6 separate regions of the Mus musculus genome follow, and all the other regions are linked to region 6. The links are chromatin contacts, called in public Hi-C, HiChIP or PLAC-seq and promoter capture Hi-C maps. All regions are on one chromosome and are shown on one strand. Each heading gives the region's core, a stretch centred on a gene start, on an enhancer-like site or on the middle of the called end of the contact. The rest is flanking DNA. Distances are from core to core; before and after follow the strand shown. Region 1 overlaps Lsamp (limbic system-associated membrane protein). Region 2 overlaps Lsamp (limbic system-associated membrane protein). Region 3 has its middle 270 kb from the start of Lsamp. Region 4 overlaps Lsamp (limbic system-associated membrane protein). Region 5 overlaps Lsamp (limbic system-associated membrane protein). Region 6 holds the start of Lsamp (limbic system-associated membrane protein).

Region 1 (4,628 bases), core at 845-3,344, 460 kb after region 6:
CTGGACACCTTCACACATCTGACATATACTCACATAGACAGTGTGTGTGTGTGTGTGTGTGTGTGTGTGTGTGTGTGTGTGTTAACAATAATAATTAATGAGAAGATTAGGAATTTGAGGGAAGCATGGGAGGAGCTAGAAGAAAGATAGGTAATATGTCAAATTTAGTATCCATGTACAAAAATCCTCAAAAGCATTAAAAAATTTTATAAAATTTCTCAACTAGATAAAACTAAAAGTTTATATTTTCCTCTCAAACATTCTTGGTTTTAGGGTCAGGCGACAAAATTGGGAGATGTGTTTCCCTCAGCTTCCCAGTAGACTGATACATTGGCTTGCAATCAGTGACGGGTACCATTTACTCTGCTCAATGTTCCTCTGGGGAATTGTTTTCAAGCTTGTTTTACATCCTTTGCTTCTTAAACCCGACATCGCCTTTCCAACTAGCTTAATTCTTGCTATGCGTGCCCCTACCAATAACACGATCTTCCCTCTGAGCTCTTTAATTAATGAACAGGTTTTATTGATTCTTTGTCACCCTTAGTCTTTTAAAAACCCAATTTCTTACCACTTGAAATCAAGAAGCAGCTGACTTTTATACCGTTCAAAGCACCAAATTTCTAAATAGCTACACACCTTTCTGTAGCTCACCAATGTGACTACTAAACCAGTACCATCTTGGACAGTGCTATTACATCAACATTCTGTTCCTGCTGCTGATTTTTTCTTTCGTGGGATACTCATCAGAAGCTGTCAGGTGAAACCCTAAATTTCACTACACATTTCATAGTTTCGGGATCTCTGTAACCAATCATTCCTCCTAGTGACCAGGATCATTTGTGACTGAAAACTCTCTGGCCGGTGTAACTTTGTCATAGAGTTTATTCCCTCAGTGCTGCTTAGAGAATAAAGTGCGCTCTAAGCCCAGTCTACATTAGCCTGTTCTCAATGCTTCCCATGTGTGCTCAAAGCTCACACCATGTTTTCTTTGGGTGTACTCTTCTGTCTCTGTCTTCTTTCATGCTGCTCATGTTACTGAGATTGCCTCCTTCCCCTAAGTCTGAGCAGAAGCCTCACACATTCACTCTACACACATCAACGCATGCATCACTTTCTAAATCATGCCACCATGCATCCTGCCCCCTCCACCATGACTTAGGGGAACTACACTAAAAAATGGCTTTCCATTACCATAGCTGCCATATCCAGTCCCCATAGTTTACTAAAGTCTTAGCAGAAATCATATAATCTTAGCAGGAAGCATTTAGTCATCTATTCCATGTGTAAGTGAACACACGAGCACTTGGACAAGGCTCTGTTTTCCTTTCAGCTGTGCCCACATGTCTCCCTAATCTTGTATCTCATGAGGATCCTTAATAAATGCTTAGCTGTTGTAAGATGCACAAAAGTAAAGGATCTTTCATATTGTACCTATTCTTCATGGTCTCATTTAAACAAGTATCAGGCTTATAACTTTATCCTGGGTTTGACACCAAAGTTACAAGAATAAAGGAAGGAAGAAAGGAAGGAAGGAAGGAAAGAAGGGAGGGAGGGAGGGAGGAAGGAAGGAAGGAAGGAAGGAAGGAAGGAAGGAAGGAAGGAAGGAAGGAAGGAAAGAAGGAAAGAAGGAAAGAAGGAAAGACAAAAAGAAATCTCCACTTATAATTCTCCAAATAAATTCACATTCAATATGCCAAAAGCTTAACAATTATTTCTCATTCATACCCCCTTCTAATTATGGATTTTCTTTGTTATTAAAAGGCAGACACCCTCTTTCCAGCAAGCCAGAATTGTCCCTCTCCATCTGAGACTCTTCCCACTTGCTGCCTCTACCCCAACTGTCTCTAAGCTTTTGCTGTAAATATCCCTTGGACTGTATGACTTCCCCTCAAGGCTTTCTATCTCTTCTGCCTTGTCTAGCTTCTTGCAAGAGTCTCCAAGCTGAGCTTCCTACCTACCTCCTGTCTGACATTCCTCCAGTCTGTTGCTACTCTGCTGTCAAGTGATTGTTCTATAACACAGCCTTGCCATATGTCACTTCCATTTCAACACCATCCGTAGCTTCCCACTGCCTGCACTTAACATCATGGCCTTATGCAGACATGCAGCAGGTTCTGCCTTTGCCTGTGCACACATCCAGAATTACACATCATTGCCTATCCAGTACTTATCTCTGAAAACCCCAATTTGAAGAACCATTCACAAGTTAATAATTGGCTGGCCTTGCCATATTCTGCCTTTCCATGGGTTTGTCTTTCTCCCTGTGTATTTTGCTGCGGATGTACAGTATTAATTTTTCTTCATGGAAAACATTCTTTCTGGGCAATGCTCAGTGTACTAGTTATTGACTGCACTTGCCTTATTACTGAAGAAAAGGGAACCCCCAATCAGAATGCACTTCATATATTAGTCATCCATTGCTTCATTGATGCTGCTAAATGCCACATGGATGTTGAGATTTTTCTGTAGTGAGCCACTACATTTTCCTTTTGGTGTCTGGGAAAAAAAAAGCAGCCTTTAATTTGTGCTTTTTTTTTTTAAATGGCATTTTTAAATTGGCAGAGGCATCAAGGAAGGAGTAGAATATAGAAATGTTGAATTTCCATGGCATCACTTTTATAGAAAATTCCAGCTGACCTCTTTAGCAAGCTATTCAGACTTTTGCCTTAGGAATGGGCTTTTTCTTTCTTTTTATTTTTTTAAGTTTCTGTGGACAATGATTGGTTAAGAGATAATGGTGTGCCCATGGGGGCAGGGGGAGGAGGAAGAAAGAGGGAGGGGAGAGACAAAGTGGGGATGCTAAAGCCAGCATAGTCAGTGGCAAGCAGAAAAACAGAAAGTGAGTAAGCAGTTAAAAGTTAAACAAACAAACAAAACAACAACAAAACCCGACCCTGGCTCTGACTATGAGGGAGAGAAAGAGGGGACAAGGAGAAATAAATAATCTCTGTCACATGAGATGCCATGTCAAGCCAATGTGGGCTAATAACAGAAATCCAGATGACAAAGAGCTCAGCATCTAGACCAGTGAGACCTTATCAAAGAGCTCTTGGACTGGAGTCATGCCATCTGTATTTTCTGTATTTACTTCCTAACTTCCTGTCGGTAAATATTTCATTCTTTATATTTTGTCTTTCCTTCCTTCAAGAATAAAATATTGAGTCATTGATTCTCCGCGTTATCTTTCTTTTCTTATGAAAAATTGTTTTCCCACAGCAGAAGTGATTACAGTATGTCCTCGATGGACCTGTAACTCATACTTTCTCATTGCCAAAGCCTCCATCATCAACACTGGTGCATACCTAGCCACACAGAAATTGAGATTTTATATATATATGCTCAAATCTTCTTGTGACTTCATGCTTAGAAAGAATAAGATAATTTACGTAGGTAAACATTGGAAAAGGAACTAGGGGAGAAACATTTGCTAAAATTTGAATGTGCAGATATGGTTTTGTTTGTTTGTTGTTTGTTTGTTTGTTTGTGGCATTGGTTAGAGTCTCTTAGAGATCAGTATTTGGAGAGTGGAGCCTGTCATGGTAAAGGAAGAGATCATGGGACAATATTGAGTAAAATACTATAATTGTTAATATTGTCAAGCCCATACAATCTAGAATCATCTTAGAGACAAGCCTCCAATTACTAAGGAATTACTAAGATTAGGTTAATCTCTTCAGGTGCCTGTGCTTGTGCCTGTGAGGGATTATCATGATTAGTTAGTTCTGGTAGAAAGATCTACCATACTGGGCAACACTGTTCCCTGGGATTGGGTCCTGGACCTTATGAAAAATGGGAAAGTCTAACTGTGGATGCAATGTGACCAGCTGCTCCAAACTCCTGCCACCCTGATACCTTCACTACAACACACGACACCCTCCACCCTCCAGCTAAATCCTTCATTCCTAAAAACTGCTTCTTTCAGCATCTTATATCACAGCAACAGAAAATGTAAATAAGGCCAGTGCAACACAACTCAGGTGACCTTTCTACTTCTAGATGACTAGCCAATCAGAATTCAGATCATGTAGATACTATTCAATCAGTATTCATTACATATGTCTAGCAACCTGCAGGTGTTAGAGAATAGATGGAAGACAGCAATGAGATATGTAATAAGATCACAAAATAACAGATAGAAGGAAATTCCACAAAAAGTTGAAGGGTTAATAGACTTGCAAAATGTATTTTCGGGCATTATAATATTTACACACTTTTATAAGATCACATGGTCAATGATGGTCAAAAAAAAAAACAAATAAGTGAATTTATAATAGTACCTACTGCCAAATTTATTATAAGAGGCCCAACTTTGTATAAATATGTAATGAATTGTTTCAGAAGGAACTTGACAATGGCTCCTTAGTAAGCATTAGAGTCCTGCCATTTTTCTGAGAATCAGTTTTGGAGAACAGGACACTCCAAAATGCCTGTCTAGGTTTATATTCTATCTCTTGAACTTGCTTCTTTTTAGATGTGTTTTCCATAATACAGCAGTTTCTATGGCACAACACTCATTTCACACCACAAATGCCATGCTGTTCTGGGGCTATAATTTATGGAGTTTAAATGAGAATCGAACTCAGCCAGGGACCAAGGAACTATGACCTCAGGTTGAAAAAAAATCCTTT
Region 2 (4,617 bases), core at 1,805-4,304, 480 kb after region 6:
GTCTCTTCTGAGCATGTCAGAGTGGAGACATGAAGGAAGGGAGCTATTTTAGACAACAGGTGGTTCCAGAGGCCAAAAACTCTGCAGCGGTCTCCTCGGTGGCGCTTGTCACAAAGTATATTATCTTTGCTGGGTTGGAAGGGGAGAATATATTTGAAAGGGTTTAATAAAGGTTCTGAAGGACTCTCTTGGTATAAATACCTATTATTCCTGTCAGTGCTACTTAAGAACAGCAGGAGGGGCGCATTTCAAAGGGAAGTTCTGCATCTATTCCCAGGAGCCCAGTGGATCCACAGCTGCCCAGGTCCTTAAGCAATCTGTAAAGCTAGCCTCCAGAAAGGGAGGGGCAGGAGCATCAGGAACTAAGGCTCTCCTTTCTACTGTAGGGTATTCGTTGAGGAACTCTTTTGGGGATTCTTCTGGTCCTTTTTCTAGGGGCTGAGGCTCCACCCCATCAGCAGCAGGAAGGTGGGGGGTTGGGCTTAGTTAGCTACCTGAAGGGTGACAAAAACTGAATTTGTTTCAAGCCGGATTTTTTTCTGAGTCTCGAAAAGTGAAAAAAATACTGTGTTGTTGTTGTTGTTGGTGTTGGTGGTGGTGTTGGTGGTGGTGGTGGGGTGGTGGTGGTGGTGGTGTTTTCATGATTTCTTAAAGGAAGCTTCAAGCTCACCTTTACAAAAGCTGAAAAAAATGAGAATGGGTCGTGGCCTCCAATCTGGAGGAGGATAGCCAACTGGCTGTGATCTGCCCGTTATTTTCGGCTGCCTCTCCTCACTTTAGAAGGCTGAAAAACACATCTGCATAGAAATGATAATATGAAACGGTCTTATGAGAAAGCCCTGTTGCTTAATGGCCTATATCTTGCTTTTCTCTACCCTGCTCACCTCTCAGCATCCTGGCCTCCTGGAAAATAGTATTTGCCTCTTGGTGATGCTCCCTCCCTTGTCTTGTTAAGCTGCTGCCGCAAAGGAGAGCCAGGGATGGATGGCAGACAGGTTTAATGTGGCTTGCACGGAGCAGTCCAGTTTTGCCGGTAGGAGGGCCACAGCTGGGGAGATATTACCCAGCTCTGGTAATTGACATCAGCTGATCAAAGTCACTGACCTGACAGCTAACGGAGGACCTTTCTTTGATCGCTGCTTCATTTGGGGTGCAATTGATTAAAAACAGAAAAAGCTGTCTGTTCATGTCCTTTGTGTTTGCTTTTCCTTCACCTTTGGTTCCAGAATGCTCAGGATAGTATTTTGGCAGGTAATAGTTTATATCATAGAAAGCTGATTGATAAGCTTCTAATTATTTTTTCCCTGGGGGAGGGGGTGCAGAATATAAGAGTCTGCAGGATCAGCTCAATGGCAATACCAGCAACATGCTGGAGATGCCATTACATCCCCTCCAAGAGGAGGGGAACAGGGACAGCACTCAGGAATTGCTTCCTGCAATATGTCAGCTGAGAAAATAAAAGCACCGATTTTGGGGGCCTGCCTGAGAGATCTCAGCAAACGCCAAAGCATTGCTTGTAGAGGGAGAAGTGTGACTCCAATCTCCAGGCAATGCCAGGTTCTGGCTCCAGTGGGTAGGCAATGGCATCCTTTGGCTCCAGTGGGTAAATAAAAGCTGTTATGCTAACTTGTGAATTCTCCAGGGTTTACTAGCACTGTGGTAGCGTAGTACCACAGTCTGGGCTGCTTAAAGAAGAGGAAATTTAGGTAGGTGATGGTGGTAGTCATGGTGATGGCACAGGCCTTTAATCCCAGAACTCTGGAAGCATAGGCAAGGGTGTCTCTGAGTTCAAGGTCAGCCTGGTCTACAGAGTGAGATCCAGGAGAACCAGGGCTACACAGAGAAACTCAAAATACTTAGGGGAGATGGGCGTTAAAGAACATCTCACCTGATTTGGATGCTAATTTTTCTTGGGTCCTTTCCCACCTGCTTGCAAATGGCTTTCTTTTCCAGGCATCTTTACTTGTGTTTCCTTCTGTAGACCTCAGAGTCCACATTCCCGCATGGGAGGGTAGCAGTTACCTTGGAGGAGGGTCTCCTCTGACTTCCATCTTTACTTCATTAGTCTTGAAATAGCATATTCCAAAATACAGGGATTCAGTGTATCTCATAATAAAATTATGTCTGGGCCATTTTTCAGCCAGTCAGCGTGACCCATACCCTGAAAGACCACCTGACCTGCCTCCCCACTCCTTTGCCACCAGAACATTGTGTGATCTCTCTTCTTCTATAGAGGTTTTACCATTGGAATCCTAATACAATTTTTATGATAGATATAATAATAGTACCCAGTACTTGTACTGACAGCTTTAAAGCAATATTTCCATTCAGTGAGTGCCTACAGTCTAGCAGTGTGAACGAACAGCACTGCCTTGCATTAGTCAGTTAGGCCTCATCACAAGTCTGTGAGGTAGACACAATTCTAGATGTATAAACTCAGGCCCATCAGGCATTTTGTCCCTGGGTGAGTGAGATGCTCTGTTTTGTGCATAGCTAACATTCATGTTCTGAACGTCATCATTTTGTTGTATCAATCAGCCATCATCAATTTACAAACCTCCCTATTTTCCAAACATATCTTCATATAAAGTCCATTATAACATCAAATATACAACATTAAAAAGGGACTCTGAGCATCATCACCTATCGGTTGGAAAGCCCTATCCTTACATCATACCTAAAGTCTTTGTACTGCCAGCCCCTGGGCCCTGAGTACATTGACCACTGTCTCGTGTGGTCTGATTTTCTTTTCCTCATTATGAGCCCTATATGCTGTCTTCCTTACAAGAAAGAATCTAAGAGTAAAACTCACATTTTCCCCTCCACAGAGCATTGTGTGAAGCCCTTGGACTTGATTCTTAGTGGCATCTAGTGATAGCAATGAAAGAAATAACTAGGGCATATTAAATGTGTACCATATTCTACATTACCATTAAGGAGCCACAGAGAGTCTAGATCAGGAGCCAATTTCTGAGCCCTTGTTCCGACCACAGGTGTTGTGTGTGAGGGAAGTGGAACTGGCCAGTCATTAGGCACCCCTCCAGGTACTCTGCAGGGTGTTGTGCGTGGGCCTTATTTATTCCTCTCCACAGACTATGGGGAGGCCTGCACCCTTGGCCTCACTTCCACCAGCTTCCCCTGACAAGAAGAATGTCCAGAAATTGATCTCACTCAAGGGGAAAAGCTGTATCATTTAGAGACAAAAATAAGAAAATGCGTTTAACGCTTCAGTTGCTGAACCCTGTGCAGAAAAACAGCCTTCGCAGTCACCCGTCTGCAGAAGCGAGTCTGCCGCAGAATATTATCTTCCCATCCTCTCTGCCATATGTTCAAGCAATCTGTGTTCCCCAGCCTCTATTAATACACCAAGTCAGAGGCAGTGGGGTTCAGTGGGCTAAGCAACAGCCTGGAAAATTGAGGGGTGTGAGTTCTAATTCCATCCCACCCCTTGGCTTGCTGGCTGACCTTCAAGGAAGTCATAGCATCCCCAGCTTGCCCTCCATCTCCTCTTCATGTTTCCCCCAAGGTTTACAATGTCTGAGCAAAGGGAGAAGAACCATGGACAGTAACAGATTCAGGGTGAAATTGCACAAATGCCTCTGAAACTTTTAAATGTGTGCCATTGCGGGGGGGGGGGGGGGACACTGTCCTAAGTTGCCATTAAGAAATGACCCCTGAAAGTAGTCATTGGCAACATAGCTATAAGGTTGAACCTGTATTTAAGTTTGTTAAGATTAACATCACACCATGCTACTTACAAATAATTGTTACCCTCATTGATCTTCATTATATCAGTTTTATATTATTATAAAATTACCAGGCAAAGAACTTGGCAACCCAAGAACATATGTAGCTGTCCTCAAATTCTCCATAAATTTAAATTTACTTAAAAAATTGAATATTAATAAATAATAAATAAAATATAAGCTTAAATATGTGCATGTCTATAAAATAAAAATACATTCACTTCAAAACTATAATAGGACCAGATTGGTTATTGCTACATTTTCTGACAATTTGGTCCTATCCTCTCCCATTCAGGGATCAGAACACCTTCCCTCTTCTGTTACTCCATTCCTAAGAAAGCTAAAGTGATGGGCAAAACACAGGTAACATAAAGTTAGTAGACAATGATGTAACATAAGAAAATGATGTAGGTACAAATGGAGACTGTATTATTTTTGAAAGCTATTTTGCAAAAATAATCATCATATCTGTTTTTGCTGTCATTTTAAAGATTTCTTTTTGTTTTTGTTTTTTTTTTCTGTTTTTACAGACAATAGGGTTTTTTTTTTCATGCAATATATTCTAATTTTGCCTCCCCTTACTTCAACTCCTCCAAAATCCTTCCCTTTGTCTGCCTCTTGTTAGAAAACAACCCGGTTTTTAGAGAATAATAAAATAAAATACAACAAAACCAAACAAACAAAGATAGGACAAATATCTTACAGAAAAAAAAATCACAGAATAGTCTTCCTTTCTACAAACCAAATTTCAAAGATAGCACAAGGACTTTAAGATAACTGGCTGTTGAGATTGTATTTAAAGTGGAACTTCCAAGAACAAGAAGGCTTTGAAGATGGGGGATGGAGGCAAAGGTAAATGGTTTTCTACAAG
Region 3 (4,338 bases), core at 283-2,782, 270 kb before region 6:
TGGCTAGTTTTGTGTCAACTTGACACAGCTGGGGTTATCACAGAGAAAGGAGCTTCAGTTGAGGAAATGCCTCCATGAGATCCAACTCTAAGGCATTTTCTCAATTAGTGATCAAGGGGGAAAGGCCCCTTGTGGGTGGGACCATCTCTGGGCTGGTAGTCTTGAGTTCTATAAGAGAGCAGGCTGAGCAAGCCAGGTGAGGCAAGCCAGTAAAGAACATCCCTCCATGTCCTCTGCATCAGCTCCTGCTTCCTGACCTGCTTGAGTTCCAGTCCTGACTTCCTTGGTGATGAACAGCAGTATGGAAGTGTAAGCCGGATAAACCCTTTCCTCCCCAACTTGCTTCTTGGTCATGATGTTTGTGCAGGAATAGAAACCCTGACTAAGACAGCAATCATTAGAAATAGGAGTGCCAAAGCATAGGGACAGAGGAAGAGGAGCACTTGCTGTTCTCCAGATGTCCTGCAGGGGTGGAAAAGTTCAACCAACAATGTCTTCATAGTCAGTGTTTAGCCTATCTTGCAATCCAGTGCTTGGTTACAAAACATGCTGTACACATACTTATTAATTTGGGGAGGATGCTTTAATTAAGATATTCAAGTTTTCCTGCTTTAAATATTGAACGTCTCACATTTCTAGCTGAATGTCAATGGTGACCTGTTCACTAAAGAAGGTCAGAGACAAAGACAAAATTGATCATTTATTCACTACCTAGAGAATTTCTATTGTGCCAGAAATAATTATGTGTCATTCACAGATATTTTGTATGTTCATTTCGACGAGTCTAGAAAATCTTCTCGTTCCATCTAAAATCAAGAATCCAAAAATTCTGAGAAGTTAACTTTAAAGTAGTACACATTGGAAAATCATTCTTTTACTTCAGTAACTGGAGAAGTATGTTGTAAATGTGAGTCGGGGCGACATGAAAATATAGCCTGAACTTTTATTTTACCTGATGCAAAAGCTCCTTCACATCAGCAGTAGGCACATAAAAAATAGATGATAGATGTCACAGCTCTTATTTTTTAATGTATACAGATGTTGTGCCTGGATGTATGTTTATGTATCATGTGCACGCTGTAACTTGCAGGGGACAAGAGAGGATGTCAGATTCCCTGGGACTGGAATTACAGATAGTTGTGAACTTCCATTTAAATCCTAGGAGTCAAACCTGGGACCTCAGAAAGAACAGCAAAAACTGTAAACTGCTGAGCCAAAGCCCCTGTCATTCTTAGCAGATCCCTGCAAGTGTGTGAATAGCAGGATGTGAATGGCTGTGTGTGCTTGGTTGTTTATGTGGGTTTTGCCTATGACACAGCGTCAGCTTGACTGTATGCATATGTGTGTGACACGCTGAATGTGTGACTGTATATTAATCAGATATTATCCCTTGCACTTATTTCATTAGCCATAGTCAAACATTAGTCACAAGGCATTGGCAACCCAAATTGGGTTAGAACTCACACCTGCTGCAAGAAAACATTCGACCAGTAGAGGGAGCCTCCATCTCATGATTGAAGATGCCTTTGAAGGGAGGTTTGAAAATCTGAGAAGTGTGGTGCATAGAGAAATAACTGCTCTTGTGTTGCTTTCTCTGCTTACATGCAAGGAGGGATGCATGGAATTAGTTGCCCGTCACTTAAATTATAGGTATTACAATCCTGTGGAGTATTAGATATCACCTTTGATCCACTGCATTACTGTCCCGTGGAGTATTAGATATTTCCTCTGATTCACTGTATTACAGCCCTGTGGAGCATCTGATTCTCTGTTATTTTCAAAGGCCAGGCACGGCCATTGTTGTCCTGGATATTATTGGAGTGTTTTATTCCACAGACAGTGCTGCCGCACCTCCCGGCCCCACTAATACAGTAACAAATGGAACCCGCTAACCATCACTCGGGTTCCTCCTCCCCTTTTCTTATATCATCAGACTTCTGAAGATGGGGTGGGGGCAGGGAGATCAGAGTAGGGGATGAAAGGAACTAGCCCGCATGCGTGCTTCCATAGTTACATCTTCATTCTGCAAAAATTTGACATATCAAAGAAATATCTGAAGGTCGCATCGAAGCAATTTTTAATTTTTAGGTAACATCAAACAAGTTCTCTGATAATTAGATAGGGACGTGTGCTCACTACTCTCGACAGCATATTTTTAGTTTCTCTTTATCTATAGGTTCATTTTTATTGGTTCTCCATTCAAGTGATATATTTATTGTATTCTAAAGAATTTCATAGAATGTATCTCTCTCACATTCACCCCCAATTCCTTCAAGATCAGTCCTTGTGTCTTTACCTATCCAACTTCCTATCATTATTTCACCCCAATGGAGTACTGTGCTGCCCAAATACTCTTGGGTATGAATGACCCCCTGGAGCATGAGCAACCCATCAGGGTTCACACCTTAAGAAAATCTGATCTTCCCTTTCCCATAGCTGTCATCTCATTGTAGTCAATTAGGAGTAGGACTTTATGCTTACCTCTTCTCTTTATTATGGAAGTTGGTCTGCACTGTGCTTATGTAAGCCTTTTACCTAGCCCTTGCAGTCTTTCTGTTCTTCTGCCAAGGTGGTGCCTAAGCCCTGGAAGAAGCATGAACTAGTGACACCCTTTATTATGCTGACCTCCATGTTGACCAGAGATGTATTTCTGTGCTACTCAGTATCTACTGTAAAATAGACTGTTTAGACACTTGTTTGTTTTCCAAGGAAAGAAATAAAGGGTGTGGATTCAATGGGAGGGGGGATATAGGAGGGATTTAGGAGAAGTAGATAAAGGGAAAACCATAATCAGAATATATTGGATAAGAAAAAAAGGCTATTTTCAATAAAAGAAAATTGGAAAAATGAATCTACATGGATGATGGTGAGGAGATGCAATAACCTATGTCCCGATAGTGATGTCACTAGGAGTGAGATTAATACTATGCCTATAATGTTCTCTCTTGGACCTATAGCCCATCTAGGCACAGGTTCTTGGCCCTGATAATGGTGCAAGGTATAACTTCTCTCTTTTGTAGCAAACTTTAAATCCAATTAGAAAATATTTGCCATAATCTTACATAAGCTATTTCTGTGTTATAATATCCCATTTCCTCTTGTTTTATATTTTTCTCTCCATTCTTTACCCTCCATTTTCTTCTCTTCCATTTCTATTTCTTTCTGGTCTAAGGCATCTATTATTTCTTGTCTTCTTTTTCTCACTGGTTCATATTCTCTCAGAGCATCCTTTATCTTCACACACTAAGAAACCTCTTTAACTTTCGGATAAAAGATGATGGGCTTCTTGGGGTATCAGGGCACTTCCTGAGCTCCATATTTTGAAGCAATTCAGGTAAGATGTGTTGAAACCTCATACTTTAACTCCTGCTTCTAACGCAGGTGACCTGTGAGAATAAGAAATCCAGAGCCTTTGGCTCAGGTCAACAAAAATGTTGGCTGGTGCAGTTCTTGTTTCTGTTGTTACAAAATAGAAAGCAAACACATTGATATGTCATGTGCTGGTGAGCCAGGCACATTAAAACCACTAAAATGACAAGAAAATGAAGGCAGCTGTGATATTCACTAGAAGAAAATGCTGGTGGAGCATAAAAAGATAATATAATGCTGGTAACTCTGACTAGTTGTGTTAGAGGCATTTATCACTCAACATACACCCAATATATTACCATTTAATGGGAGTAAGATGTTAACCCCATGGAAATTGTCATGGGAGTAAAATCATCAGTGCATAGAGAGAAGAACTAACATCCAAAATAAGCGTGGCAGTGTACAACTGTGTAGAAAGAGCATTGGCTCTGAAACCGGTTCTGACTCGTGCCAGAGCACTTCTAGATACCGGACCTCTGACAGAGTGCAATGGAAAATGAAAAGTTCTCACATCCAGAATATGCTTCCCTCCTGCTGGACAGTCCCTTAGGGAGGTGGGACAACTTCTAAACTTTGATTTATGCACTCAGAAGATGAGCACAGGCAGTTTCTATTTTAAAATCAACAAGATTGACTCTGATGATCTGAATGGGATGTGATACCATTAGGGGGGGTGCTTTCTCTCCTCTTTATTCTTTCTAATAGTCATCAAGACCTTCTATTCTCCCCCCTAGGATTCAATATTAACTCTCTAACTTCATCTAGAAGTTCATCCCAGTCCTGATTTTGATAGGAGCACTTCAAAAATCTCACTTTTGTCCCAACCACAGATTAGGTTTGTAACTCTTGATTGAATTTTTGCCAGTGCACACACTTTAAGCAAACCAGCATTCAGAAAATAATATTAATAATATTATTAAGAATTGTAGTAAATTCCAGGCATGGTGGCGCACGCCTTTAATCCCAGCA
Region 4 (4,396 bases), core at 491-2,990, 340 kb after region 6:
TAAAGACCTGTCCGTAAATATCGAGACTCCCTTAATATTTGACAGTTAAAAGTCATTTCAACTATAGGTACCCAGGGATCTGTGAGAACTTTCCCTGGGGAGATAGATCATCAATTCCCCTAATTGCTCTCTTTCTATACAAAACTTTCCTTCCTTCTTTGATTAATTACTACAAGTTCTCCCTAAAGGCTTCTCTCAGACCCTGTCCTTCTCATTACAAATGCCCTAGTCAGTTTCTTTCTTAACCAAAACCTTTGGGTTAAGGTTGAATTGTAGATCGTAAAGGCCATCTATTAAAGCATACAGATTGTGACATTGCATTGTTAAACCAACAGCTTCTTCAGATAGAGTCATTCTGATTCCTAGGTATCTTTCTAGTTTTCTTATTATAGTAATGAGGAAGTCCATTGTCCTTCTATACATCCCTCTCTGCTCTAATGGTAGTGAGCATGAACTGGCTAGGTACACTGACACTGTATACAGCTACTTACCCTGTGTGCAGACTGTGTAGCTCAACTGAAATCTGATCTTTCATCATAGCCACCATCATATATATATATATATATATATATATGTGTGTGTGTGTGTGTGTGTGTGTGTGTGTGTGTGTGTGTGTGTGTCTATCAGGTTAGGCACAGCTGCATGTTATGACAGAAGGAGTAGCTGGTTCTGATCAGCTGTGTCTCTTCCCTAAGATGCACACATCTAAGAGAAATTCCCATGCTGAACTTGACTGCTCTATTCAAAAGTGCACATTTGTTTGTTTTGTTGCTTTGTTTTGTTTGTTTAAAAAATACTGATTACTTGCCATAATTTTTCAGTATTGTAGGTTAGGATGTAACTTGCTTCCATATTCAGTTAAGTCTTATCCCTGAAAGAAGGCAGTCCTCATGAAGAGCCCATGGCTTACATCTAGGTAAATCCCACTGAGCAATCATCACTGGCATCTTGGAGGAGGCTCTGTCTTGTGCTATCTGAACACTTGTGTGCATTTCTGTAACTCTGCTTCTGAAAACTCAGTCTGGGGAGCTGAGGCACAGCTTGCGTAGGCAACTAGAGTCCCCCTGATTTCGTGCCAATGTCCATTAGAGCGACGGCTGTAACCCTTTTGGAAACACTTTTAAAACAGTTAACCAGCGTAGCTCTTTTCTTAGGAAACTCTTATCAGGAGGGTAGTGAATAGGAAACGGATGTCATTAGCTGAATTAATTGGTAAATTAGCAGGATTAATTAAACAGAAAAGAAACAGCGTTCAAATGTATGTTATATAATGAACTAAATGTTTTCTTGACCTGTGATCAAAATTTAGTGTTAACAGAAAGAAGGAAGAAACAACCAGAAAAAGAGTGGTAAAAAAATTATAAAAAGCTGCCATGTTACAGAGGGTTTAAGGATGTTGAATAGGAATATTTTGAAATTAGTATTTATTAGGTGATTCTAAACAAACTTTTGAAACATTATAAATGCATTGATGAAAATGAAGAATTAATTTTTGAGTGTCAGGGAAAATCCAGAAACCCATACATATTAAGAAGTACCTGCTACGAGGCATCTGTCAGTAGAAATAAAACTTATTATCGATCAAAGAAAAGTAGTTAGCTACCTGTGCTCCCACTTCTAAATGACAGTGCCTGCATGGCTGCAGAGCAGCTCGGAGCCAGCATTCTATAGTTGACTACAAAACTGTTTCTATTGACAGTGACAGTGCCTGGCAGTGCACATACAGACTGCACAGGGGCTGGGGTGGGGAGTGTCTTTGTAACAGTTAGTCCTTCGCATCACACAGCACTGTGGCTGGAACCTTCTCAAAGGGGTGGCTGGCGATATTTTGTTCTTCTATCCTGGACTGCATATAATCAGTTGTGGTCCAACTCCCCACCCATTGCCCACTGCCATGTCAGAGGTTTAAAAAAAAAAAAAAACCACTTCTCACAAGCCCTCCAAAATGCTTCCATCATACCAGCTGACTCACATGCCAGTCAAACTCACAAAAGGTTTTTCTTACAGAGCTGGCTCTTCTGTGCTACCATGTGCTGCGGTGGCCAAACACATTTCCGCCCTGCTCAGAAGGTTGGCTTCGGCTCTGAGCATACCTGGCACACCCCTGGCAGCAGTTCAATGGGAAGGCTGTGATCCTGCCATAGCTGGATTTAGATTTTGGGAAAATTGCTAGAGAAAAAGGATGCTGGATGCACTAGGGATGGCACAAATATATATATATTTCTTCCCTTTTCATCTTACCTTGACTGAGAATAGTATTATTGTAAGAACTTTTAAAGAAATTTTGGTACAGACATAGTAGCTCTACAGACTTCAGAATAATGCAATAGAGTTAATTCCACACCCCCACACCCCCATTTTAGTGAAATGTCACCGATGGGTGATTTGCGAGAGGGTCACACTAGAATAAGCACTATTTTCTACACAATATCTTTGTCCTGATCAGTTCCTTTGTGTTATTTAAAAATTGGTGTTTAAGGGGAAAAAAATAATATGATAGAAGAAGTTAGTATCTAATGAAAAGTTGTTAATCTCCTCTAAGCATCTTGGCATAATATTAGATTTTCTCTGCATGGACAAAGACTGTGAGCGGCTGAGAAAAACATAAAATGAATGTCTGTAATGCTTTTGTTATTGGCTTGCTGGAGGTTGATATTTTTTTTTCTTTCTTCTTTTTTTTTTTTTTAAGCATCGCCTTAAGCAGATTTTCATCTAACAACATTAGCCTTGCAGTAACATCCTTTCCTATACAATAGAGACAGTTCTGCACTATTTGTTGCTTGGGGCTACCAACCTGAGCTGTTTTGCATTGAATATGTATCTTTTGATCTTGCTTTATGTCCCTCTGACCATTTTTGTTGCTAAGAGCTGATAATTAGGAGAAATCAGTAAGTGAAAACAGCTAAGAGATTTTGAAACTTTGAGACTAGACTCTGTGACCAGCGATTTGACTGGGGGTGGGTGTTGATGGTTCTGTATAACTCAAGGAAAAAAAATCACCTGGGACTCCTGAGGAGAAATCATGGTTAATGAATAAATATATCCTCTAACCGACTGTGCCCTGGTTCTAGCTTCCTAGAGCAAATTTCTCAAGTTTGATGTTCTTACCCTCAATAAGCTTCCAAGGTTTGAATTACACAGAGGTAGATCCATGGGAAATAATAGTTTTGAAATTACCTTGATTCTTAGACACTATTCTATTGAATGTTTGCAGGGTTTTCAACTCTGTATACATGGATATGAGCATGTGTTTGTGTGTGTGTGTGTGTGTGTGTGTGTGTGTGTGTGTGAGAGAGAGAGAGAGACAGAGAGAGAGAGAGACAGAGAGAGAGAGAGAGAGAGAGAGAGAGAGAGAGAGAAAGGGGGTATGGATAGACACTATTATATTGAATACCTGCAGGGTTTTCAACTCTGTATACATCGATATGAGTGTGTGTGTGTGTGTGTGTGTGTGTGTGTGTGTGTGTGTGTGTGTTTAAGATAAAGGGGGTATGGACATGCCTGCTCTATGGGGCACTTGTAGAGGTCAGGGGACAACTTGGAATGGATGTGCATCTCTACTTCATCTGTGCATAGGTTCTGTGGAACAAACTCAGGTTGCCAGGCTTGGCTTACAAAGTAAGTACCTTTATGTATTAAGTTTCTTTCTGTCCTAATTGCAGGATTTTTGCACTCTCAGGTCACTCCTTCATGGAAACATTAGAACAAGATTAGAATTACTGACTTTACTGTGTCTCAGAGATTTAATTTTAATAGGAAACCTGTTACATGATACATGGTTTTCTAGGGAGGAGAATATGCCGAAAGATTAAGGAGTATAATACATGAAAATAGAGAGGGAAATTCATAAGACAAAATTTTCTGATACTGATCATGTCCTGAAAACAAAGAACTGAGCAAAAAATAAATTGAGTGAGACAGAAAAATATTACAAAAAATATATGGTAAGAGGCTGGAGAGATGACTCAGAGTTAAGAGTGCTTGCTTCTCTTAAATAGGACTCAAGTTCATCTCCTGGCACCTACACTTAGTAGCTCACAACTTCTGTAACTCTGCCTCCAGAAGATCTGGTGCCCTTGGCTTGCATATGTAGTTATCCACAAATTCATATGCATACATACACATTCACACACACACACACACATAATTAAAACAAATGAAATCTTTAAAAAATATATGATATATAAATTATTAGGTTACCATATCTTAGTCTTAAGACAGAATAAATGTAACTAAACTAATACAAGTAAGAAATTAGGTACTCTAATTTTGACTAGAGTTTTATACAATAATATTCTGAAGACACAAATCTTTGGTTCTATCTTTGGCTCTTTCTTTCTTCCTTCCTTTCTTTCTTTCTTTCTTTCTTTCTTTCTTTCTTTCTTTCTTTCTTTCT
Region 5 (4,515 bases), core at 1,173-3,672, 370 kb after region 6:
GCTAAAAATAGAACTGCCATATGATACAGCAATTTCCCTTCTGGGTATATATGCAAAAAAAAATGAGGTCAGCATGACAAAGAAAGAAGACCATGTCCGTGTTTATTACGGCACAACTCACAACTGGAATGTGGAATGAGCCTAGATGTTGATCAGTTGGTGAGCACTTAATGGAATCATAGCCTTTATGAGAAATGAAATATTACATAAAGAAGAATGAGAGTGTTCACATAAAGCAAACTACACACTACTAGACAATATGATCTTAGATAAAATAAGACAGACAAGGAAAAACAGGATTCATTGGCATTTTAGACATGTAAAGGGGCATTACATCCATGGGTCACTTAAGCTTATTGTCTCAAACCAAGTCCTTCAGTATACTAAAGGGACATTTATCTCTTTTAAAAGATATTGCTGGCTATTGTGGGAAGGATCATCAATTCTCTTCAGGGATGCAGACTCCAAGATGCTACGCATGCCAGTAGGTCAGCTGAAGAGACAGCTCAGTGAATAGAGTGCTTCATGCATAAGCATGAATACCTGAGTGTGGCTCCCTAATATCCCTAACAGGTAACAGCTGCACACAGTTATTAGCATCTGTGACCTCCAACCCTGGAGTGGGAGGGGCAGAGACACACAGATTCCAAGGGCTTGCTCACCAACCAGTAACGTTAAAGCTTTGAGTTCCAGGTTCAGTGATAGACTCTACTTCAAAAAATAAGATGGAGAAAGGTTAAAGAAAATACCAGGCTTGGCGGTAGATAAACATACCTTTAATACCAGCCCTCAGAAAACAGAGGCAAGAAAGATCTCTGTGAGTTCAAGGTCAGGTAGTTCTACAGAGCAAGTACCAAGACAGCCAGGGCTACAGAGAGAAACCCTGCTTCAAAAAACAAATGAAGGAACAAACAAACAAAGGAGGAGAAGACTAGCTGACTTCTGTCCCGCACATGAACACACAGGCAAATACATCTGCACACACAGATACACAAACACACAGACACACACATGCTTGCATGCCCACGCTTAAGCACACATGGGAAATCACAGTCAGTAAGAAATTGAAGAATCAGAAAATACTTGGTAATGCATGAATATTGATACTCTGTGAGATATTATCTATGCTCACAAACCAGGCAGATCCCCAGCTATGCCTTAGAGATGGTTGTGGCAAAGCTCAGTCTTTATGCATAGTAATTCTTCTAAGCCTCTGCCATTGCATGCATGGAACACATGTCTGTAATTATCCATACACATTCACTCTGTTTTGAAACAGTAGTATTATCAACTCATTTCAAGAATGTAATGAGCACCATCAAGCTAATATTCACTGAGTACTTTTAAATTTCTAAAGACAATTTGAGTGGTCTCTGCTAGAGTTCTACATTAAATCTGATAGAAAACTTATTATTTTCTATCACATAGCCAGTAAGAAGAGCTATAGTGGGCAGACCTAGGAGTGAGCAAAAAAAAAAAAAAAAAAAAAAAAAAAAAGAACACACAGCAGATTGTGTCAAGGAAGAGGAAAGGATGCGGAGGGGGGAAGGGGAGGTAGAACTTCACTGAGTGCTGATTGGTTGCTGAGCTGATAACGATTTATGGCTCATTTTAAATTACTCTTCTGGATGGAATGGTTTATGGAGGGGGGAAATGGGACTGTTCTTTAATATCCCGAAGCATCTGAAAACCTATGCAACTTCCATTGATTTGCTCTCTGCTGGATAACACTGCTATTTAAAATCAGTGACATATTTACTTCTCTCAGAATGCCTTGATGCCTGTAAACCATTCCTTTGTTGACTGTTGAGAAGCAAAAATCGTATTCATTCTCCTGATAAACTAGAGTTAGAGTAGACATCGGGGTACCCTATCTTTCTCCTCTTCCCCATTCCATTTCTGTTTCATACCCACGCATGATAACTTAAGGATCGATGGACTTCAACAGTCTTTAAAAAATAAATTAACAAACTACTGCATTGTGCACATTGCTTGTCTCCCATATCTCAGCAGAATCTTTCCCAACAGCTCTTTAGTGAAGACAGACAAAACATTAGCCTGGTGCTTTTGTTTTATTTGGAAGTGGTGTAATTTCTTTCAAATAATGGAAAGATACAGAATTTTATATCTAGATATGATCAATAACTCCCTATATCAGATACTTGGATCAAATTTTACAGCACTTTATTTCATTGCCTTAGAGAAAGTTCTTTCCCTGAGCTAAAAGGAAGACTATGCCTGTTCAAGAATGCTGCCCTGCCAAATGGCCCATGATTGATGGGGCAGCAATAACTAGGGGGTATTTGCCAATTCACCAGTGCCAAGTCCTTGGAGTGATTTTGCTGCCTGTGACAGCTGGTGTTCCCGATTGGAAGGCTGTTTCTGTATACATCTCTGATTTGCATATTTATATACCTCGGCTGCCGTATGAGGGCTACATTCACAGCAGTGTGTATAAGCTTGCTGCTTGGGTGCCTCTGGGCATGGGATGGTAGAACTGATTTGGGTAAAATGAAAATTGTAGATTTTTTTTCCCAAGGTTTGCAAGTTAGCCAGTAATGCCACATTTTGTCTCCATTTTCATCAACTTCCTTAATGTTTTTGAAATGTCTGTAGGCATGGCCTAGCATTTGAGGCAGAAACATTGTATTCTCTCTGGGAGGGTACAGGAGCCTGCATTTTGGCATCACAAAATGATAGAGAGACATTAAAGAGAGAGGGTTTGTCAATGTGAAAGCCTAGAAATGAGAAGTCTTTGGTTGGCACGTTGAAGGGAACCACTGATATTTGAGCAAAAGAAGTCAGAACCACTCTACTAAACCAGATATATAATCTTCTCAGCCACAGTAATCCATTGTAAAGAGCAGTACCGCAAATATCCTGGGACAGGTAAGATTCCAAAATTTTTGAAAGAACAATTGTGGGGTGATTATTGAACAGGAAAATAAAGAGGCTTGATTTTAAAAGTGTGTCTTGAAGGGTTAGAAAATTGATAAACAGTGAATATGTTGAGATGAAATAGTCTCAGGAAAACAGAGAGAGGCAGGTGGTTAGGAGGAGCTGTATTCGGCAGGTGTGTCACATAAGGACTTTTGAGGTCATTGAGAATCTAGGAAACCATTTCTTGTGAGACTAAAAATAACAAAGTGACTTAAAAGTGTTAGCTCTTTGAAAATGATGGGTGGGATGATAGGTGAAAAGGATATTGTGGAGTGGGCTGCTTACTTTTCAAAGCTTTATTTATTTTATGTGTATGAGTATTTGATTGCATGTATGTATGAGCATTCAGTCCATACTCCGTGCCTACTGACTTCAGAAAAAGGCATCAGACCTGCTGTAACTGGAGCTATGAATGGTTATGGAACATCATGTGTGTCATAGACACCTGACCAGGTCCTCTGAAAGAGCAAAATATGCTCTTAATAAGCTGAATTGTTCCTCTACTTCCCCAAAGCAGAAAGTTTTCAGAAGCAATTTTATGAAAGAATGCTATCATTAAAAGGCTAATCAGACCAGAATTTGAACGAGTGAATAGCGGCAGCTTTTCAGCAGGCTAAACTTATCTGTCTGAAGAATGGTGAAGAGTTTTAAAGAGGACTTCCCCCCCCTCCCCCCGTGGCACTTCCAATATGGTCTGACAGTCCCATTATGGAGAATCTTACTATAAACTGTATGTAGAGATGTGTTCCTTGGAAGGTAGTCAGACAGGTTCCTTAAGAATGGAATTAGAGCCATCATAAAGGAAATTCAAAAAGTTCCTCCATCCACCACATAACAACACAGTGAAAAATTCCTGTTGTGTGCCAGGAAAGCTGTTCTCAACAGATACCAAACGTGCCAGAACCGTGGTTTTAGACATGCCAGCCCATGGACCTGGAAGACAGACATGAGTTTCTGTTCTTTATAAACTACAGTCTACCCTATTAATTTAAACTGAGCAGACTAAGACATTCTTATGTGTACCAGACATTGAATATGTTCATTATGTTAAAGCTTTGCATAAAACCTTTAGGATGAATATTATCATCTGTTTGATAGAGGAAACAATGGAGACAGAGACTAAATAGCTCACCCACTTTTTACAAAAGTGATTTAGGCCAGCTCACGATAGCAATTCAATGAAAAACTTCATTCCATAATCTTTTGTTTACTTGGTTGATAGCATCCTACTTCCCCGGATAGAGAGGATTATAAATAAAGAGTAGCAAGCAGTTCCCTGGGGTATATTTAATTTGAGTTGTCAGGGAAATAGCCATCTGGATATGCTGTTTTGACAAAATATTTTCCAGGTTTGTGTTTTGAATACCTGTGAGACATGTGGTGTTAGATACTATGGTCTCTATGGAATAATTTAAAAACTTTAGAAATGGATGGATAGATGGCTTGATTATTACAAATCTAGTGTGTACTGGATGTGTGTAATGGCCATGGCTAGACTGCATTTATCCAGCCAGAACCCAATGGATGAGTGTACAGTTTCAATGACCTACACAGTACAGTTCATTACAAACTTTT
Region 6 (4,568 bases), core at 1,628-4,127:
TTAGTTTCACTCTTTCCATTTTGATTGTGATTATAATCTTGACTATGTAATATATGTTTTCCTTAGTATGACTACAGAGACAAAACCAAAATGTGATTGGTTAACTACAAATGCTACATTTCTGATGCTACTTCTGTGAATTACTTTGTGCATGGGGTTGCAAGCATCATGTTTGCTCTAAACAACTCCTAGGATGTCACTCATGCTAAGTAGCAAGAATTTGTTGGTACAGAAATTAGGTAAAAGTCATGTGTTGACCTCTGTCACAAAAAATTACTAGTATTGTAATTTTAATAAATAAATAAATAAATAAATAAATAATTCTGTTCCTTTCTCACACAAGATCCTGTCCACTGAGGCATTGCATTGATCTTTATGGGTCTAGTCCTTCTTGCCGTGGCATCTAGGAATACACTGTGTCCCCAGTGGACAATATCACTTTCCTGGCATGGTCAATAGAATTAAGACATTTTGTAAGGTCTATGTCCACCATCTCTTTATTTTTTTTTCTTTCTGATAGTAGAGGAACACCTTACAACAAAAGAACATATTCTATATCTAAGTCATTGTGCAAGCAAATCATCCATGTCTAACAGCAACAAGATCCTTGGCAAGGATGGTCAAGCCTGTTGGCAATGTATGGGAAGACGTTGCCAATCTTGACACCACCCCCTTTAGCATGCTAAACTCATTTGCTCCATTCACACTGCCTATTACAGCACTTATGACTCAACTAACCACTTTATCTAGCCATCTCTTCACTGATAAAATGAGCTCAAAATTTCAACAGCCGTGTCCCGAGCCAGCCATGGCTCATTCCTGCTTTCTAAGACTGCTCATCACCACTGACAAAGCCCATCTTGATTTAGGTGAAATGAACTCACAGTGAAAATAAAAGTCATTGACTTTATAAACCTTGACTTGGGACAATTCAGATTCCAATACTTTAAAGTATTTTCTCCCATAATCTGTAGGAAGTCATCTACCTCTAAACTAATAAAATACTGTCCAAAAATCCTTTAAATATTCTGGGGGACAAGGCAAATACCATCTGTGAGTGACTCCTTAGGGCTTGAGTTCTGTTGGGGTTTCACAGCTTATTCCTCTTGCTATGATTTTTTTGGTTGCACGTGTCTGTAGCTAACCATGTGGCCTGGTTGGCTTCCTCAGCTTCACTCAATCTTAGCTATGCTGGGGAAGAGAGAGTCTTAACTGAGAAAACGGTTCCATAAATGTGTCCTGTAGGCAAGTCTATGGGGCATTTTCTGTTTTAATTATTGGGGGCGGGAGGTTCCATACTACTGGCAGGAGAAACACCTGGGCAAGATGGTCCTGGGTTGTTTAAGAAAACAGGCTGATCAAGCCACAAGGGGCTTTTATTCCTGCCTCCAGATTCTTGCCTTGAGTTCCTGTCTGGCTTCTTTGATGGTAGACTGTGATGTAGAAGGGTAAGCCAGCAAAGCTGTCCGTCCTCACCATGCTGTGTTTGGCCAGGATGTTTTATCACATTTACTAAGATACAAGGTACAGCTGCCCTTGTCAAATTTCCTTGCTATCACAGAGGAAACAGGTGAAATTCCAAAGCTCTGCTGGTACCAAGAAGTCAAAAGGAAACCAAGGGTAATTGCTTATTCTTGGGGTCTGAGGGTGATTTGCTTGCTCAAACCTGGAAACTACATATCTGTTCCTACCCCCTGCCTCTTTCACATACAACCTCGAACCTGGAAGGATTTGCTGTCTCTTGATTGGGGAAATGAGTCTTGCAATGTCAGTTGTGTAAAGCTGACTATAATTTGTTTTGTAGACTTTATAACACTGTCTCTTGTACTCTGTGAGTGTTGAGAGAGGGAGGATATTCGGGAGAGAAGAGATGTCTTCAGCTGATCCCGTCTCCAGCCTCAGGGCTGAGGGAGCTGCCTGGCATTGAAACTCTCCCTTGAGTGACTATGGTGGGTTTACTCCTTACAGACAGCACTGGCTAGGTTGGGTAGCTGTGTAGGAGTGACAAGTGCTAATTCCTTACACCTGTTTGGCATCTGCATTCAGTATAGTGCTATCTATAGACTTAGATCTCCTTGTAAATGACAAATGTTCAGATCTACTTCCTTGTATCGCTGGGTTTCTTGAGAAGCCAGTGGCATTAGAAACCTGGCGAGCTAGCTGCAATGGACCATGTGAATGATAATCCCGAATCCCATCCCTCAGGTGTCTGCCTGTGGGTTTCCTGGAGAGTGAGGTTGATATGGGGATCAAGGTTCAGCTGCTTTGGCTGGCACTTGGGAAAGACAAGACAAGCATTCACACCCCGAGCCACTCAATGCCAGCATTGTCTCCAATCCATCTTTCATAAGGGGCTTGGAGGGGGTGGCGGGGGAGGAGGATGAAGAGGGGAGAGAAAATAAACCTTTTAAATACTTCAGGAGAGGAGAAAGGGTGAATACCATGCGAGTGTGGAAAGCCATTTGCCAGGACTTTGAAACCAACCTTGGCTTTCAGTTTGAGACTCAGCCTGGCTAGTTTCTTCATCCTTTCTCATTTTTCTGGTCCATTCTGCAGTATGCCTTCCTATCCATGTGTATGTAACTCCATTTGTCAAGGTTTGCATTTCTTTCTTGCCATGCCTTCCCTCTCCTTTCCTGGACCCTTTCTCCTGTCCTTTTACAGCTTAAGTCCACCTCCCCTTCCCTGTCTTAACAGTACCTCTGAGCCCCATCCCCTCTTCTTAAGGAAATCAGCCAGGCCTCAGATGGAGCTGTTGTCCTGACAACCCAAAGGCGCATCAGGCTTTCATTGAGGCTGGCTGCTGGTGAAGAGGGCAGTTGTGCAAAGCAAGGGGCCACGCTGAGGGGTGGGAGGAGGGGATGACGTGGTGGGGCTGTTGAAAACCAGCAGGGTAGGGGGGAGGTGCTGAGTAGAGAGAGAACAGGGACTGGAGGGAGAAACAAGAAAGAGGAGGGGGAGAGAGCTCCTGGGTTGCTGCCGCTACTGCTGCTGCTGCTGCAAGAGGCTGTTTCTTTACTCTCCCTGGCAGGCTCTCCTGCTGCCTGGGAAAGTGGGTTACAGAGGGAAGCAGCTCAGCCCAGACGCTGGCAGAGAAGCAGCCAGCTACAGAGAGTCTAAGGAAGCACCCCTGCCATTGACAGTCGCCTCCTCATCATTAAAGCATTTTATATTTGCACTCTTCCTTCGGAAAATTTGTTCCTCCACTTTCTCCCCGACTCCTGCTTGGATTTGATGAGGGCTTTGTTAAATCCCAGAGGGAAAAGAGACTAAGCGAGGGAAAGAGCAAGGCAAAGTGGAAGGGAGTGCGCGCTGGACCCGCCCGAGCAGCCTTGGCAGTGGCTGCGAGCCCCGCGCGCTAGAGCCCCTCTCCGTGGCCAGCAGCGCGCACACGCGAGTCCACCGCGGACCAACTCGCCGAGGCCACCATGGTCGGGAGAGTTCAGCCCGATCGGAAACAGTTGCCGCTGGTCCTACTGAGACTGCTCTGCCTTCTTCCCACAGGACTGCCCGTTCGCAGCGTGGATTTTAACCGAGGCACGGACAACATCACCGTGAGACAGGGGGACACGGCCATCCTCAGGTAGGGCTTGCGAGCAACTTTTCTGGTGTGTGTGTGTGTGTGTGTGTGTGTGTGTGTGTGTGTGTGTGTGTGTAATAGTGAACTCCAGCTGCCCTGGGTTAGTGGGCGTGTGTGTGTGTGTGTGTGTGTGTGTGTGTCCCTTGTATCGACTTGAAGATTTAGCCAGGAACAAAATTTAAGGGAGTCTGGTCCCTGTCAAGAGCCAAGGGTGCTTTTGGAATGTTGTTCCGTTCTTTGAATGTTGTTTTCTCTAGTCAAGAAAGCCGAACTTTATCTATGGCATTAGTGGCATTGGGCTGTATTCATGCTGTGGTAATTGCTCACGCTTGGCACTTAGACTTTTGTTGAGATTCTTCTATTCAGACACAAGAGTTGTTGAGTTATGGCTTTCAAAACGTGGTACGCAAGGCTGCATTCTCTTGTTCGTGTGTGTGTGTGTGTGTGTGTGTGTGTGTGTGTGTGTGTGTGTGTTGCTCAGCAAGGCTCAGTCTGCCCTAGCAGTAGTTCTGATAGAAGACTTTCTGTAAAGATCTCTGAATTGACATCATAGGCAATAAATCAATCTTACAACTTTGGATGATTACTGAGGCTTTTTGGGAATGTGGACAGAAATCAACACGAGAATGAGAGAACGGAAGGAAAGGATCCAGCCTAATGGCAGGCCGTTAAGAATAGAAAACTTAAACAGAGGAGGAGAAGGCATTAACCTGATATTACATTAGATACTACAAATTGATCATTGAGTTCAAAGTCTTATGCTTATGCAGCTCTGCCAAGCTCCGCAATATAATTTGGGATGGAAATTTGGAAAAGCTTCCCAAGTCCTTGAGAGTTTGACCCTCCTAAGGTAGAGAGACTTGGATGATACCTTGTCATTACTACATTTCCTTAAAGCTCAAAGCTTCTTTCCTCTATTTCCCTTCTCCTCTCTCCCTTCCCAGCTTTATTCGACTCTCAGGCAGATAATAATAGAAAAAGAGGAGAA

What was found. Promoter capture Hi-C pulls out the DNA fragments that hold promoters and counts their contacts. A called contact is a pair of places that touch in the nucleus more often than the background predicts. HiChIP or PLAC-seq counts read pairs in DNA pulled down with a chosen protein or histone mark.
Region 1: a contact with region 6 is called in a promoter capture Hi-C map of hippocampal neurons, with 5 times the contacts expected there. The contact joins the enhancer-like site here to the promoter of Lsamp in region 6. A contact is called at or near these places in 1 of 39 promoter capture datasets (hippocampal neurons), 4 of 484 Hi-C or Micro-C datasets (cerebral cortex, cortical neurons and forebrain) and 4 of 115 datasets of contacts at active chromatin or transcription factors (astrocytes, embryonic forebrain, forebrain and 1 more).
Region 2: a contact with region 6 is called in a promoter capture Hi-C map of hippocampal neurons, with 4 times the contacts expected there. The contact joins the enhancer-like site here to the promoter of Lsamp in region 6. A contact is called at or near these places in 1 of 39 promoter capture datasets (hippocampal neurons), 6 of 484 Hi-C or Micro-C datasets (cerebellar granule neurons, cerebellum, cerebral cortex and 1 more) and 5 of 115 datasets of contacts at active chromatin or transcription factors (SST interneurons, astrocytes, embryonic forebrain and 2 more).
Region 3: a contact with region 6 is called in a Hi-C map of cortical neurons, with 2.6 times the contacts expected there. The contact joins the enhancer-like site here to the promoter of Lsamp in region 6. A contact is called at or near these places in 22 of 484 Hi-C or Micro-C datasets (the AML12 cell line, Sertoli cells, cerebellum and 13 more), 6 of 115 datasets of contacts at active chromatin or transcription factors (astrocytes, embryonic forebrain, embryonic hindbrain and 3 more) and 1 of 9 other capture datasets (adipose tissue).
Region 4: a contact with region 6 is called in a Hi-C map of cerebellum, with 1.8 times the contacts expected there. The contact joins the enhancer-like site here to the promoter of Lsamp in region 6. A contact is called at or near these places in 2 of 484 Hi-C or Micro-C datasets (cerebellum and cortical neurons) and 4 of 115 datasets of contacts at active chromatin or transcription factors (embryonic basal ganglia, embryonic forebrain, forebrain and 1 more).
Region 5: an H3K4me3 HiChIP or PLAC-seq map of embryonic basal ganglia shows a contact between it and region 6, with 3 times the contacts expected there. The contact joins the enhancer-like site here to the promoter of Lsamp in region 6. A contact is called at or near these places in 6 of 115 datasets of contacts at active chromatin or transcription factors (astrocytes, embryonic basal ganglia, embryonic forebrain and 3 more).

Annotation. Positions count from the first base shown.
Region 1 is chr16:41,995,172-41,999,799 of GRCm38.p6, forward strand. All of the region lies in intron 3 of Lsamp (limbic system-associated membrane protein), which reads left to right. It overlaps Gm52229 (splicing regulatory glutamine/lysine-rich protein 1-like), which reads left to right. Exons shown (of 1, transcript XM_030249356.1): 1 at 1-4,628. Among named protein-coding and RNA genes, the nearest start is that of Gm52229, 33 kb to the left of the region's middle. Within about 2 kb of position 2,095, at least 11 of the 459 cell types and tissues checked have an H3K27ac peak or open chromatin away from gene starts, as enhancers often do. A contact at or near this core is called in cortical neurons and hippocampal neurons, where this site is marked.
Region 2 is chr16:42,014,102-42,018,718 of GRCm38.p6, forward strand. All of the region lies in intron 3 of Lsamp (limbic system-associated membrane protein), which reads left to right. Gm52229 (splicing regulatory glutamine/lysine-rich protein 1-like) reads left to right here. Exons shown (of 1, transcript XM_030249356.1): 1 at 1-4,617. Among named protein-coding and RNA genes, the nearest start is that of Gm52229, 52 kb to the left of the region's middle. Within about 2 kb of position 3,055, at least 12 of the 459 cell types and tissues checked have an H3K27ac peak or open chromatin away from gene starts, as enhancers often do. A contact at or near this core is called in cerebellar granule neurons, cerebellum, cerebral cortex and 1 more, where this site is marked.
Region 3 is chr16:41,257,014-41,261,351 of GRCm38.p6, forward strand. It overlaps a transcript of Lsamp not described here. Among named protein-coding and RNA genes, the nearest start is that of Lsamp, 270 kb to the right of the region's middle. Within about 2 kb of position 1,533, at least 6 of the 459 cell types and tissues checked have an H3K27ac peak or open chromatin away from gene starts, as enhancers often do.
Region 4 is chr16:41,870,326-41,874,721 of GRCm38.p6, forward strand. All of the region lies in intron 1 of Lsamp (limbic system-associated membrane protein), which reads left to right. Among named protein-coding and RNA genes, the nearest start is that of Gm46551, 22 kb to the left of the region's middle. Within about 2 kb of position 1,741, at least 6 of the 459 cell types and tissues checked have an H3K27ac peak or open chromatin away from gene starts, as enhancers often do. A contact at or near this core is called in cerebellum, where this site is marked.
Region 5 is chr16:41,901,494-41,906,008 of GRCm38.p6, forward strand. All of the region lies in intron 2 of Lsamp (limbic system-associated membrane protein), which reads left to right. Among named protein-coding and RNA genes, the nearest start is that of Gm46551, 53 kb to the left of the region's middle. Within about 2 kb of position 2,423, at least 17 of the 459 cell types and tissues checked have an H3K27ac peak or open chromatin away from gene starts, as enhancers often do. A contact at or near this core is called in embryonic basal ganglia and forebrain, where this site is marked.
Region 6 is chr16:41,529,949-41,534,516 of GRCm38.p6, forward strand. Lsamp (limbic system-associated membrane protein) reads left to right here and starts at 2,878. Exons shown (of 7, transcript NM_001347236.1): 1 at 2,878-3,583. The coding sequence starts at 3,429.